Linked DNA regions of Sus scrofa: region 1 is linked to region 2. A link is a contact called in public HiChIP or PLAC-seq data. All regions are on one chromosome and are shown on one strand. Each heading gives the region's core, a stretch centred on a gene start, on an enhancer-like site or on the middle of the called end of the contact. The rest is flanking DNA. Distances are from core to core; before and after follow the strand shown.

What was found. HiChIP or PLAC-seq counts read pairs in DNA pulled down with a chosen protein or histone mark.
Region 1: a contact with region 2 is called in an H3K27ac HiChIP or PLAC-seq map of alveolar macrophages. The contact joins the promoter of EDEM2 here to the promoter of DYNLRB1 in region 2. A contact is called at or near these places in 1 of 5 promoter capture datasets (fetal liver) and 1 of 2 datasets of contacts at active chromatin or transcription factors (alveolar macrophages).

The regions. Positions count from the first base shown.
Region 1 is chr17:38,511,368-38,517,080 of Sscrofa11.1, forward strand. EDEM2 (ER degradation-enhancing alpha-mannosidase-like protein 2) reads right to left here and starts at 3,876. Exons shown (of 11, transcript XM_003359958.5): 1 at 3,670-3,876; 2 at 3,329-3,439; 3 at 1,460-1,499. The coding sequence starts at 3,776.
Region 2 is chr17:37,919,015-37,924,824 of Sscrofa11.1, forward strand. It overlaps DYNLRB1 (dynein light chain roadblock-type 1), which reads left to right and starts at 4,458. Exons shown (of 4, transcript NM_001190180.1): 1 at 4,458-4,499. The coding sequence starts at 4,497.

The sequences.
Region 1 (5,713 bases), core at 2,626-5,125, 590 kb after region 2:
TCTTCCTTCTCCATATCCCAGCCACACTGGCCTTCTATTATTTCACTGCACTTGCCATGCTCTCTCCTGCCACAAGGACTTCGCACAGGCTGTTCCCTCTGCCTGGATACTCTTTCCTCCCCTGCTTCTCTAGTCAACACTTGCTTCTTCTTCAGATCCCAACTTAAGTGTCATTTCATTCCTTTAGGGAAAATCCTTCCTGACTTTCTCAGTCTAGGTCATTTCCTTTATCATAACCATTCACAGAGCCATGTTCCTTTCCCACACAGCACTCACCTCAATTTGTAATACTACATTCTTTAGGGTTATCTTTGATTCCTTGTCTCCCTCACTGAAATCATAAACTCCAAGAAAGCAGGGACCCTGTCTGTTTAAACTCACCATTATTACTCCAAAGCTTAACCCTGTGCTTGGGACACAGCTGGCTCTCAATAAATAAATAAATGTTTGATGAATAGATAGTACATACAAATTAACATTAAGCAAAAAAACTTGGGAGTGCCTGTTGTTGCACAGCAGAAATGAATCTGACTAGTTTCCATGAGGATGTGGGTTTGATCCATGGCCTCACTGAGTGGGTCACGGATCCAGTGTTGCTGTGAGCTGTGGTGTAGGTCGCAGACACAGCCTAGATCCTGTGTTGCTGTGGCTGTGGCCATGACTGGCAGCTGTATCTCTAATTTGACCCCTAGCCTGGGAACCTCCATATGCCACAAGTATGACCTTAAAAAGCAAAAAAAAAAAAAAAAAAAGCAAACAAAACACCTAAATTATATCTGCAGAGTGATCACCATCATGTAAATACTATCATGTAAATATTAGAAAAATGAGACTGGGTAACAGAGAACAGAAATAGTGAAATGGAGGAAAGGTGTGAAAACCTCTCTTGTGGCCTTTTTAAGGATGATGGTTAAGGCTTGGAGTCATACAAATTGCGTGCAAGTCCTAACCCTGCATTTAATGGCTGGGTGCCCTGGCCAAGTCATTTCACCCTTTCTAAGCATCAGATTTCTCAGGTGCAAAAGGAGCAAAGGTACTTACCTCATGGGGTTGTTGGAAGCATTAAAAAATACATGTAAAGTGCTTAGCATGAGCCCTACACATAACACAATGTTACTCTCAGCATTTTAATCACTGATTATGGCCATTAGCATGGAGGCCTCTAAAAACAAGGAGGGTATCAAAGCTTCTGTTATTACCCACACGTATTTAGGCTCGTCACAGCTCTGTAGTCATAACAGGTCCTCTAGAAATATTTGCTCAAAAAATGAATCTGAATAAGTTGGAATTCATCATTTTCCTCTAGATGGGCATCTGGAACCCAATGATTCAGAATCATAAGACAAAAATAAAAGGCTTAGGTGAAGAATTCATTTTTTACCCATAGTCAAGCTGCCAAAAGAGGAAGGATGTTGGTTATGCAAGATTAGAGAAGAAAAGAAATAGACGAGACACTTACCAACAAGGTGTCCAGAGCATCGATTAGAGTCAGAGAAAAACTGTAAAAGGACAAAAATCCCAGCTGCTTAATAAGAAAATCAAACACCAGATATGAAGGCTGCCCCCGGAACAGATATGTCAAAAACTAAAATTGAGGCACAGTGATGCCTCTGCCAGCCCCACCTGCAGTCACAACAGAGAAGCCATAGGGAAAATCACCTGGAACCTCTGACCCATTTAAGGCACCTGGGAGGTGGGGTGATGTAGCTCCACCATAGTTACACACATGGCCTGTGTTCTCTGGCATTCTTCTCTGCCATAAGGAGGCAGTATAAGATTGTAGCTCAGAACACAGGCTTTTCCACATCTAGAAATTTACCTCACAGGACATAGAACTGCAGGTTTCAGAATGCTCCTGGCAGTACTGCTTTTAGAACAGAAAAAAACCATAGAAATAACTCACGGGTACACCAGTTGAAAAGTGTAATACATTCAAACAATGCAAAAGGATGAGGTTGTCAAAAAGGTTGTTATCAAGAGTTCTATGGGCTAATGTGAAGATATTCAAATTAGATAGTTAAATGAAAAACACAAGGTACAGAAAAGGTACTGTTGTATGTTTCTAATTGTGTTTTCCAACAGAGACATACAGACAGAAAGCAGATTTTGCAAGTTTAGGGGCCAGCAGTGGTGGAAGAATTAACTATAAAGGGTTGCAAGAGAACTTTATTTAGAGTGACAGAAATGTTTTCTCTCTTGACTGTGATAGTGGTTATTAGACACTTAAAATAGGTGCATTTTATGTAAGTTATGCTTTTAAAAAGTTAATTTAGAAACACACACATATACATACCTATATGACGGTATAAACCCAAAATATTTCTGGAAGGATACACAAGAAAGTTAACAGTGGGTAGAGTTCTAGAGTATGGGAGATATTTTATTTTATTAAATGATATTGCACTGCTTGAATTTGCCATTTGCTTGTATTGCTTTTTTCAACTATTAAAAAAAAGAAAACTAGCACAAATTGTGCTGAGTTTGCTTAACTTCTCCAGTCCTTAGCATATCCACTTGTAAAATAGAGGTAAAGGCACTTGACTCCTAGGGGCGTTAATTACATGAGATGACACAAGCAAAATGCTTAGCACAGTGTTTAATCCATGTCAGCTTCAGGCAAATGCAATGATTCTTCACTCGTTCAGCAAGGAACGAGATGGAGAATTCCACCTTTCATAGATTTTTATTCTAGTGGAAGTAAGAAAGACACACTAGTAGATAAGTGAAAACGACAGTATCAGAGTGAGTAGTGCTACAAAGAAAATAAAAAGGGTGGTTTGTGAGTGTGACCTGTAGGAGGTGGGTAGTTAGGGGAACTGTGGCTGAGAGGACATTTTGAGCTGAGATCTCAAGAAGCAGTCAGGGATGTGAGGGTAAAGGGGGAAGCGTGTTTCAGTTACACTAAACACTACCAAAGCTCAGATGTTTCATGTTTGCCAAGAGTTACATCCCCTAATGGGCCTGTTTGCCCACTTGTAACATGAAGGGGTTGGGTCTTCTGATTTCTTGAAGCCCTTCCACATATCCTACAGCTCCAGAGATTTGCCCAAATCCCAACAGCTGATGCCTGTTACACTTGTGGCCCGAGCCCAGAGGCCCAGCCCACCAGGCTAACCCAGCCTTTTTCCACTATGAGATCCAGCTTTCCCGGAGGTTGGGTGGATCCTGGTGGTGCTGACCCGAATTGAGGGGAAAGCGACCCCACCCTGGCTAGCAAGTTTTCAGGAACCAGTGAGGAAACCATGAAGGCACCAGTCCCAGCAGCCCCGCCCGCCTAGGACAGGACTGCCAGACCCCGGCCGCCCTGTTGCTCCTCCGCTCGCACTACCTGCCCCAGGTGTCGTGCCCGTCACAGGTGAGAGGTCGCAGCTCGTCGTAGGGAAAGGCATTCTCCAGGTAGCTGTCGTAGGCGTGGTAGAACATGGCCTTGACTCGCTCCCTGATGCGGGGTACAAGAAATAAGGAGGGGGCCACCAAAGGAAACCAGTCAGGGGAAAGGACAAGAAATAGGGTGGAAAGTGGGAATCACCACCTGATTTCTGCCGGAGCCCAGAGGTGGGGTCCCAGCAGGTCAGGGTGGGTATCCTGGGACAGAGGGCAAGGGAGGGGACCAGGTCTGCGCTTCCCATTCCCCAACTATGGAAGGGCGGGGAGCCTGACCCCCTTCACCTGTAGTGCGCGGGGTCGGGCGCGGTGCCATCGGGGCCCGGCGCACCATGGTGCAAGGGCAGCAGCGCGCACAGGAGGCCAAGCGGGACGAGCAGCCGGAAAGGCATAGAGCTCGTGTCCTGTCAGCGCGGCCACAGCAGCAGCAGCCACCGCCACCCGTTCATCCTGGGAGCCTTTGCTGAGTCTTCCGGGAGTTCGCGCCACTGCGCCTGCGTGCTGATACATCAACCACTCAGTTGTGGACTACAAGCCCCAGAATGCAATAAGCGGCGGAACCCAAGCAAAGAGCATCTTGGGATATACAGTCTCTCTAGTCGAGATGAACGTGTCCTAAAGACAGTGGCTCTTACAGTTACTCTTACTAATGCTTTAGCAACAGCGTTTTAAAAAAGCTTCTTAAAGTTGGTCAGCATTTTAGACCACAGCAACACACATGATTTTAGGCAGTATGATATTTAGTAGACTTAACCCTGGATTTGAAGGGAGACTTCATTCTTTTCTTTTTGATGAAAAAGACAGATGGAAGTGGCAGCTTAATTCCTTGAGCTGGAATGAAGACTTGTTTGGTCCCCTTTGGACCAGCATCCTTGAAAACAACCTTCAAATTAATACCTTGAAATGCTGTCAGTAGATATAAGAATTAAAACTCTAACATAACCCAGAGAGCTTAAGGTAGCACAGAGTAGAGGTTAAGCATGGGCCTTGGAGTTATCTGGTGGTGCAATGGATTACCGATCAGGTGTTATTGCTGCTGTGATGTAGTTCTGGTCCTGGCCCAGGAACTTCCACATGCTGCAGGCATGAGCCAAAAAAAGGAAAAAAAAAGTGTGGGCCTTAGATTGAGAAGACCTGAGTTAGAATACTAGCTCCATCCTTGTTAGGAGTGTGGTCTGACTAGCTTGTCTTCTGGGTATTTTACTCATTTGTAAAATAGGAATAATATTAGTATTTGCCTAATAGGATTACGAGGATTCAGTGAGCATGTCACACTGCGTGATAGAACAGAAACACAAAAAATTTTACGATGCTTTTGGCAACTCCTCTGGGAAGTGCCAGATGGAAGGGAAAGGAGATGACAGTATACTGAGACTCAGGTAACAACACAGGGGCATAGTATTAAATTCCTGTGACTGCTGTAACAAAGTATAATTACCACAAACTTGGTGGCTTAAAGCAACAGAAATGTACCCTAACACAGTTCTAGAGGCTAGAGGCCTGAAATTAGTTTCACTGAGCCAAAATCAAGATATTATCAGGGTGCCCTCCCCCTGGAGCCTCTGAGGAAGAATCTGCTCCTTGCTGCTCCAGCTTCTCCTGGGGAAAAGACAGTTGCTGGCATTCCTTGGCCTGTGGCCCTATCACTCCAATCTTTGCCTCAGTGTTCTTATCACCTCCTTTTCTGTGGGTGTGTGTCATACCTCTCCCTCTGCTCTCCCAGAAGGACATTATGACTGCAGTTGGGGCCACCTAGATAATACAGTATGATCTCCCATCTCAGGATCCTTAACTTGAGAGTTCCCACTGTGGCTCAGCAGGTTAAGAACCCAGTATAGTGTCTGTGAAGATGTGGGTTCAATCTCTGGAATCACTCAGTGGGTTAAGGATCCAGCATTGCTGCAAGCTCTTGTGGCTGTGGCGTAGGCCAGCAGCTACAGTTCTGCTTTGACCCCTAGGCTGGGAACTTTCATATTCTACAGGTACAGCTGTAAAAGTAAAATAAAATAATTAAAATAAATAAATACCCTTAACTTAATCACATCAGCAAAGACCCTCTTTCCAAACAGAGTATACTTATAGATTTCAAAGACTAGGATCTAATTATGTTTAGGGGACCCTTTTTTTTTTTTTTCTCTTTTTGGCCATGCCTGCAGCACGCAGAAGTTCCCCGGCCAGGGATCAAGTCTGTGCCATAGCAGTGACCCAAGCCACTGCAGTGACAGTGCCAAATACTTAACCTGCTGCCCCACAAGAGAACTCCTAGGGGACCATTTTTTAGCCTATCACAGGTACTAGGATTTTTTCAGATATGGACCATTCCAAGTTA
Region 2 (5,810 bases), core at 3,208-5,707:
CTTCTGTATGAACAGGTCATATAGATTTCTACTCCTCTGCTTCTGTAAATGGGCAAGTTACAGCCTGCCTGTACTGTCAAAAAAAAACTCACTGAGGTGAGACTGGATTTGGTGCCCATTTTGAAGAGAACCAAGATGAAGATGTCTCCTTTTCTTGAACAACTAATGGTTCTCTAAGACAGGATCCCAGCCAGAAGTGCTCAAGAGAGAACCACCAGCTAGCTACCAAGACTGTCAGTAAACTTGTTTCAGTAGACCTTTTTCTTCTTTGCTTTTTAGGGCTGCACCCACGACATATGGAGGTTCCCAGGCTAAGGGTCAAGTCGGAGCTATAGCTGCTGGTCTATACCAGAGCTACATGGGATCCAAGCCACCTCTTCGACCTATACCACAGCTCACAGCAAAGCTGGATTCCTTAACCCACTGAGCAAGGCCAGGGATCAAACCTGCAACCTCATGTTCCTAGTCGGATTCGTTAACTACTGAGCCACGATGGGAACTCCTGGTAGACCTTTTTCTTATTAGGAAAACAAGAGATTATGTTCTCCTTTAAAATAGATTCCATGGAAAGAAGAGGGAATTTATTTGTTGTTTTTTTAAACACGGTGATCTAACAGTGACTGGAGGACAGAAATTACAGGTTCCTCCCAGGTCCTGCAAAGTAGACCCTATCCTGTTTATCCTATATAGGCAGCTGGAAAGCTAGTTTCAGCATGGCTAAGAGAAAGAGGGAAAACATGTTCCCCCCAGCATGAGGAAATCTTCCACAGGAAAATAAGTAGTTGGGTTGGTTTGTTTGCTTTTAAGGGCTGCACCCGAGGCATATGGAATTTCCCAGCCCTGGGGATAGAATCAGAGCTGCAGCTGCTGGCCTACATCTCAGCCACAGCAATGCCAGATCCCCAGCTGTAGCTCATGGCAATGCCGGGTCCCTGACCCACTGATCAACTCCAGGGATTTAAACCGCATGGATACTAGTCAGATTCGTTTCCAAGTAGTTGTTTGTTTTTTGCTTTGTAGGACTGCCCCTGCGGCATATCTAGGTTTCCAGGCTAGGGGTCTAATCAGAGCTACAGCTGCTGGTCTACATCACAGCCATGCGGGATCCAAGCCACCTCTGCAACCTACACCACAGCTCACAGCAAAACTGGATCCTTAACCCACTGAGGGAGGCCAGGGATCGAACCCGAAACCTCATGGTTCTGAGTCGGATTTGTTTCCACTGCACCGCAAAAGGAACTCCCCCAACTAGTTGTTTATTCTGATCATTTGCCTGTCCAGCTCCAGATCCTACAAAGCATCAAACTGGGACTCCGCTGTGGCTGAGACTGTTCTGTTCTCTGGAGTAGAATTCTCTAGACTCTTATGAAAAGCGCCTTACATTGTAACTCCAGCACAGAAACTGCTGTCATTCCCATTTCATTTATCTATTTCTGTGTGTCTGGAGGGCTCCTTTGTGGTCAGGACATTTAGGAGGATCCACAGGAATCTTCCTGGTTGGCAACAAGGGTCTTCAGTGGAGACCTGTACTGGTCCCTTGTGAACAGTATACTGGTTCACAAGATAATACTGGTTCCTTGTGGACAGGTTCCCACTGAGCAAAGATGCTGTGGGCAAGAGGGCTTCCTCAAAGAAACCACAGGGAAGAACCTTGAGAATTTACAGTCATACCTGCAGATCACTGAAACCAGCCATACTGTTATTTCCATCTGTCTTATTAAGACCTCTATTTGTCTTCTCTGTCCTAGCAACTGGTATCACACCCATATTCACTTAGTCCAGGATAACTGTCAACACTTACTGTGTCCCAAAAACTTAGATATGCTATATGCACTGTCATTTAGTCTTCCTGGCCACTCACAGAGAGGAATGATTATCTCTATTTTAAAGAAAAGAAAATAGGCTAAACGTGGTTGAGTAACTGGAAGTGTCCAGTTATTAAGTGGCAAGAGTGCAAATTGGAATTCAGGATTGTTTGATGCCAAAGACTACATGCTTAAAAAGTTTTGCTGTACTGCTACTTACAGCAACCCTGGGAGTCTTCCATGGGTTAGCTGTTCCATCTAATTGGTCTCCAAATCCTGTCGAATCCATCTCCAGAACTTCTTTTGAATCACTTCTCTCAGAGCTGCCCCATTGCCACAGCCCACATTCTTCATCCCTACCCTGGTTTGCTGTAGCAATCTCTTGTCATTGCTTCCATTCTCTCCAGTCCACCTGTGCTACCTTAGAATGCCCGTTGGAAGACTTCAGTCTCATGGTTCTCCCCTCTTAAAATTTTACAAGTTTCCTCCATTGCCACAGAATAAACTCTAATTAAAGCTCATAAGCCTGTCCACTCAAGGCCCTAACTATTTCCAAATCAGTCATGAACCCATGGATCATTGGCCATTCTCTTTTTTGCTTTTGTGACTGTGATGTTCAATTCATTCACCCCTCTCAGTACAGTTCTCTATATGTAAGATTGTGGTAATGATCCTTCTGTGCTTTTCTTCCAGGATTTTTTTTTTTTGCTTTTTGCTTTTTAGGGCTGCACCTGCAGCATATGGACCTTCCCAGACTAGGGGTCGAATCGGAGCTACAGCTGCTGATCTCCACAGCCACAACTAAACAGGATCTGAGCCGCATCTGCAACCTACACCACAGCTCCCGGCCATGCTGTATCCTTAACCCACTGAACGAGGCCAGGGATTGAACCCACAACCTAATGGGTCCTAGTCAGATTCATTTCCGCTGTGCCTCTTACAGGATATTACAGGATATTTTGAGGTCCAGTTACTACAGCCCTTCTTCCCCTTGCAAAATGTTTGTCGAATGTTTCCAGAGTTCAATAATCACTTCTTTGTGTCTTAATACTTTTTTTAAAACTTTGAAATAATTTGACTTACAGAGCTGTTGCAAATATAGTATGGAGAACTCCTCCTGCACACTCTTCATCCAGCTTTCCCCAATGTTAACATCTCATATAAGTTGACATCTGTAAAATAATGCTAAACTAAAACCTTTTTACAGATTTCACTAGTTTTTCCACCAATGTCCCTTTTCTCAGTCTCTTTCAATCTGTGACAGTTCTCATTCATTCCTTGTCTTTCCAGACTTTGACTTTTTTTTTTTTTTTTTGGGTCTTTTTGTCTTTTTCCCATTTTCTTGGGCCGCTCTCGCGGCATATGGAGGTTCCCAGGCTAGGGGTCCAATTGGAGCTGTAACCACCAGCCTATGCCAGAGCCACAACAACGATGGATCCGAGCCGCGTCTGCAACCTACACCACAGCTCATGGCAACGCTGGATTGTTAACCCACTGAGCAACCTCATGGTTCCTAGTCGGATTCGTTAACCACTGCGCCACGACGGGAACTCCAGTTCTTTTTGTGTGTGTGTGTGTGTGACTTTGACATTTTTTGAAGAGTATTGGTTGGGTACCTTATAGAGTCCCTCAAGTTTGGTTTAATGTTTTCTCATGGTTAAGGCCATGGATTTTTGTGAAAAACACCACAGATGTAAAGTGCCCTTTGCAAGATTATCAGAGGGCACATATTAGTATATCCCATAACCAGTTATGTTAACCTTGATCCTCTGGTTATGATGGTGTCTCCCAAGTTTCTTCACCATAAAGTCACTATTCAATCTTCTTAACATGCAGACGCCCCTGGAAGGAAAACCAAATCCTTACTCAACTGAACGAGGCGACAGTGGAATGAAAGTTTGGAGCTTGAATTCAGCAAGCTCCAGTGCCTCCAAGAAACTTTAAGCTGAGGCTACAGGAGATAGAGTGGGTGTAAGCCCAGTAACATAGCACAAGGTTCACTAAATGGCAGTTGTCTTAGCAAATTATTTCCTGCTAGAGAACCCAGAATTTTTTTGTGTGGAAAACTTAACATAGGGCTCTAGGAAGAAGGGTCCCCCTTTTAAAGGTGAGCAAATGAGGGACTACAGAAATTTGAAGTGGCTTCTCTAAGGCAACACAAGGGCGGCCCTGAGCTAGAGGTTCTAAGACTAAAAGACTCCCAGGCTAGCCCCGACCACTTTACCTCAGTGCCCTCATGGAATCCGGGGGAGTCGCTCACGAGACCCTATGGATTCTTGGCTCCAGTTCGAATTTCGGACTTTTTAGCGCATTTTGGCTCGGAGCCTCGCCTTGCCTCAATTCGGGAGCAAAGTGGATATCAGCAACACCCACTCCTTCAGAGTCTCTCCCCACCCTACACCCAGGACCTCCAGAGCTAGCTCAGGCCTCGGTTAAGTGTTGAAAGCCTCTTCCAACAAAGCCAACTTGCCTCTTTTCGGCATAGCTGGAGCTGGGAATTTTCCATAGCTGGATTGCTACTTTGCTGTTCGCGGACAGCACTGGGCCAATTCCCCAGGATCCGCCTACCCGCCTGCTGGCTCCTGATAGGCTACCGAGCCTGTCCGCTTTGACAGGAGCTGTGCGCAGGCGCAGAGAAGCTCCGGGACTGGGCTGAAGGCCGGCGACGAGGAGCTACAGGATCGGTCCGAGATGGTGAGTATCTGCTGGGAGCTTGTGGCCAGCGGCCGGGAGGTGGCCAACCACGACCTCCCACCACCCTCAGCCCAGAGGTCCATCCTCCCGGGCGGCATCCGCGGGGCTGGGCGCGCCGGACCGAAGCAGTCTGGAGGGCGGAACCGGGGCGGCGCGGGCCTCCTGACTCGGACCGAGGGGGCCGAGGCGGGGCCACCGGATCCAGTGGTCCCTTGACCGGAAGTAGTTGCTGGTGCCACGGGGAAGGATTGACGGAGCTGGGCACACGGGCCCCTGCATCCTAGCAACCTTGGCCTTGTTGAGCTATAACAACAATAGTGATTATATTTTCTAGAAACTTAATTCGTGCCAGACACTGCTATACGCTTTACATACCCTGGCCTGCCTCCTCACCGTAGCTCTGTGAAGTAGGTACGACCATTATCCCTGTATTACACACTCGGGATGTAAAACCCGGTGAAACTAAGTGCCCTGCCCCAGTAAATGACGGAGATGGACTTGAACCCTAGACACTTGACTGCTGCCTTTCTGTGTGATTCTTTCGAGCCGTTGAGAAATGGTGCATGAGTCAGAAACGAGCGGGATCCACCCTTGTGGTTCCTGCCTTGCTGACTGGAACTGTGGGCTCTTTATGCCTTTACAGGTTTGGTTTCTTGTGTTTTTAATCCTCCCAACTTGTAAAAAACAAAACAAAACAAAAAAAACAACAACTTGGAAAGAGCTTTTGAACGTTAAACCATGTGAATGGTTTTAAAAAATCGTATTTAAGAATTTAAAGCCTAAAAGAAAAATTGAAAGGGAATAAGAAACAGTACCATACCTGGAGGTAACGACTTATAATTAGGCAGATTACTTGTTTTGTTTTCGTCAGTTTTTGCTTTATATAGTTTAGCTGTATGTAGAATAGATACAGCTATTTATAGTTTATAGTTAGCTAGTTTATAGACTAGATGAGGTAACTTTATCATTCATATCACTTTTTAAACTGTAAAAGAAATTGACTTTTAGCAGATAATAACTGCACACAGTAAAAACAAAAAAGCATCTGAAAGGATCTAAGTGAAAATAAATCTTCCACCAAACCTTGATACCCAGCTTCAATCTCCTTTAGAAACATTAGTTCCTTTTATATGTATACCAGCATGTATATATGTCCTGTCTTTTTCTTACACTAATAGTAGCTTCCTGCAACTTCTACCATGCTATTGTGTGCTTCTACTCATGAAAGCAAAATATATTTAGATGCACATTTCAACAAATTGAAGCAGTACCAAAGTTTGTAACGTAGAAAGTATATGTAGTTCCCACCTC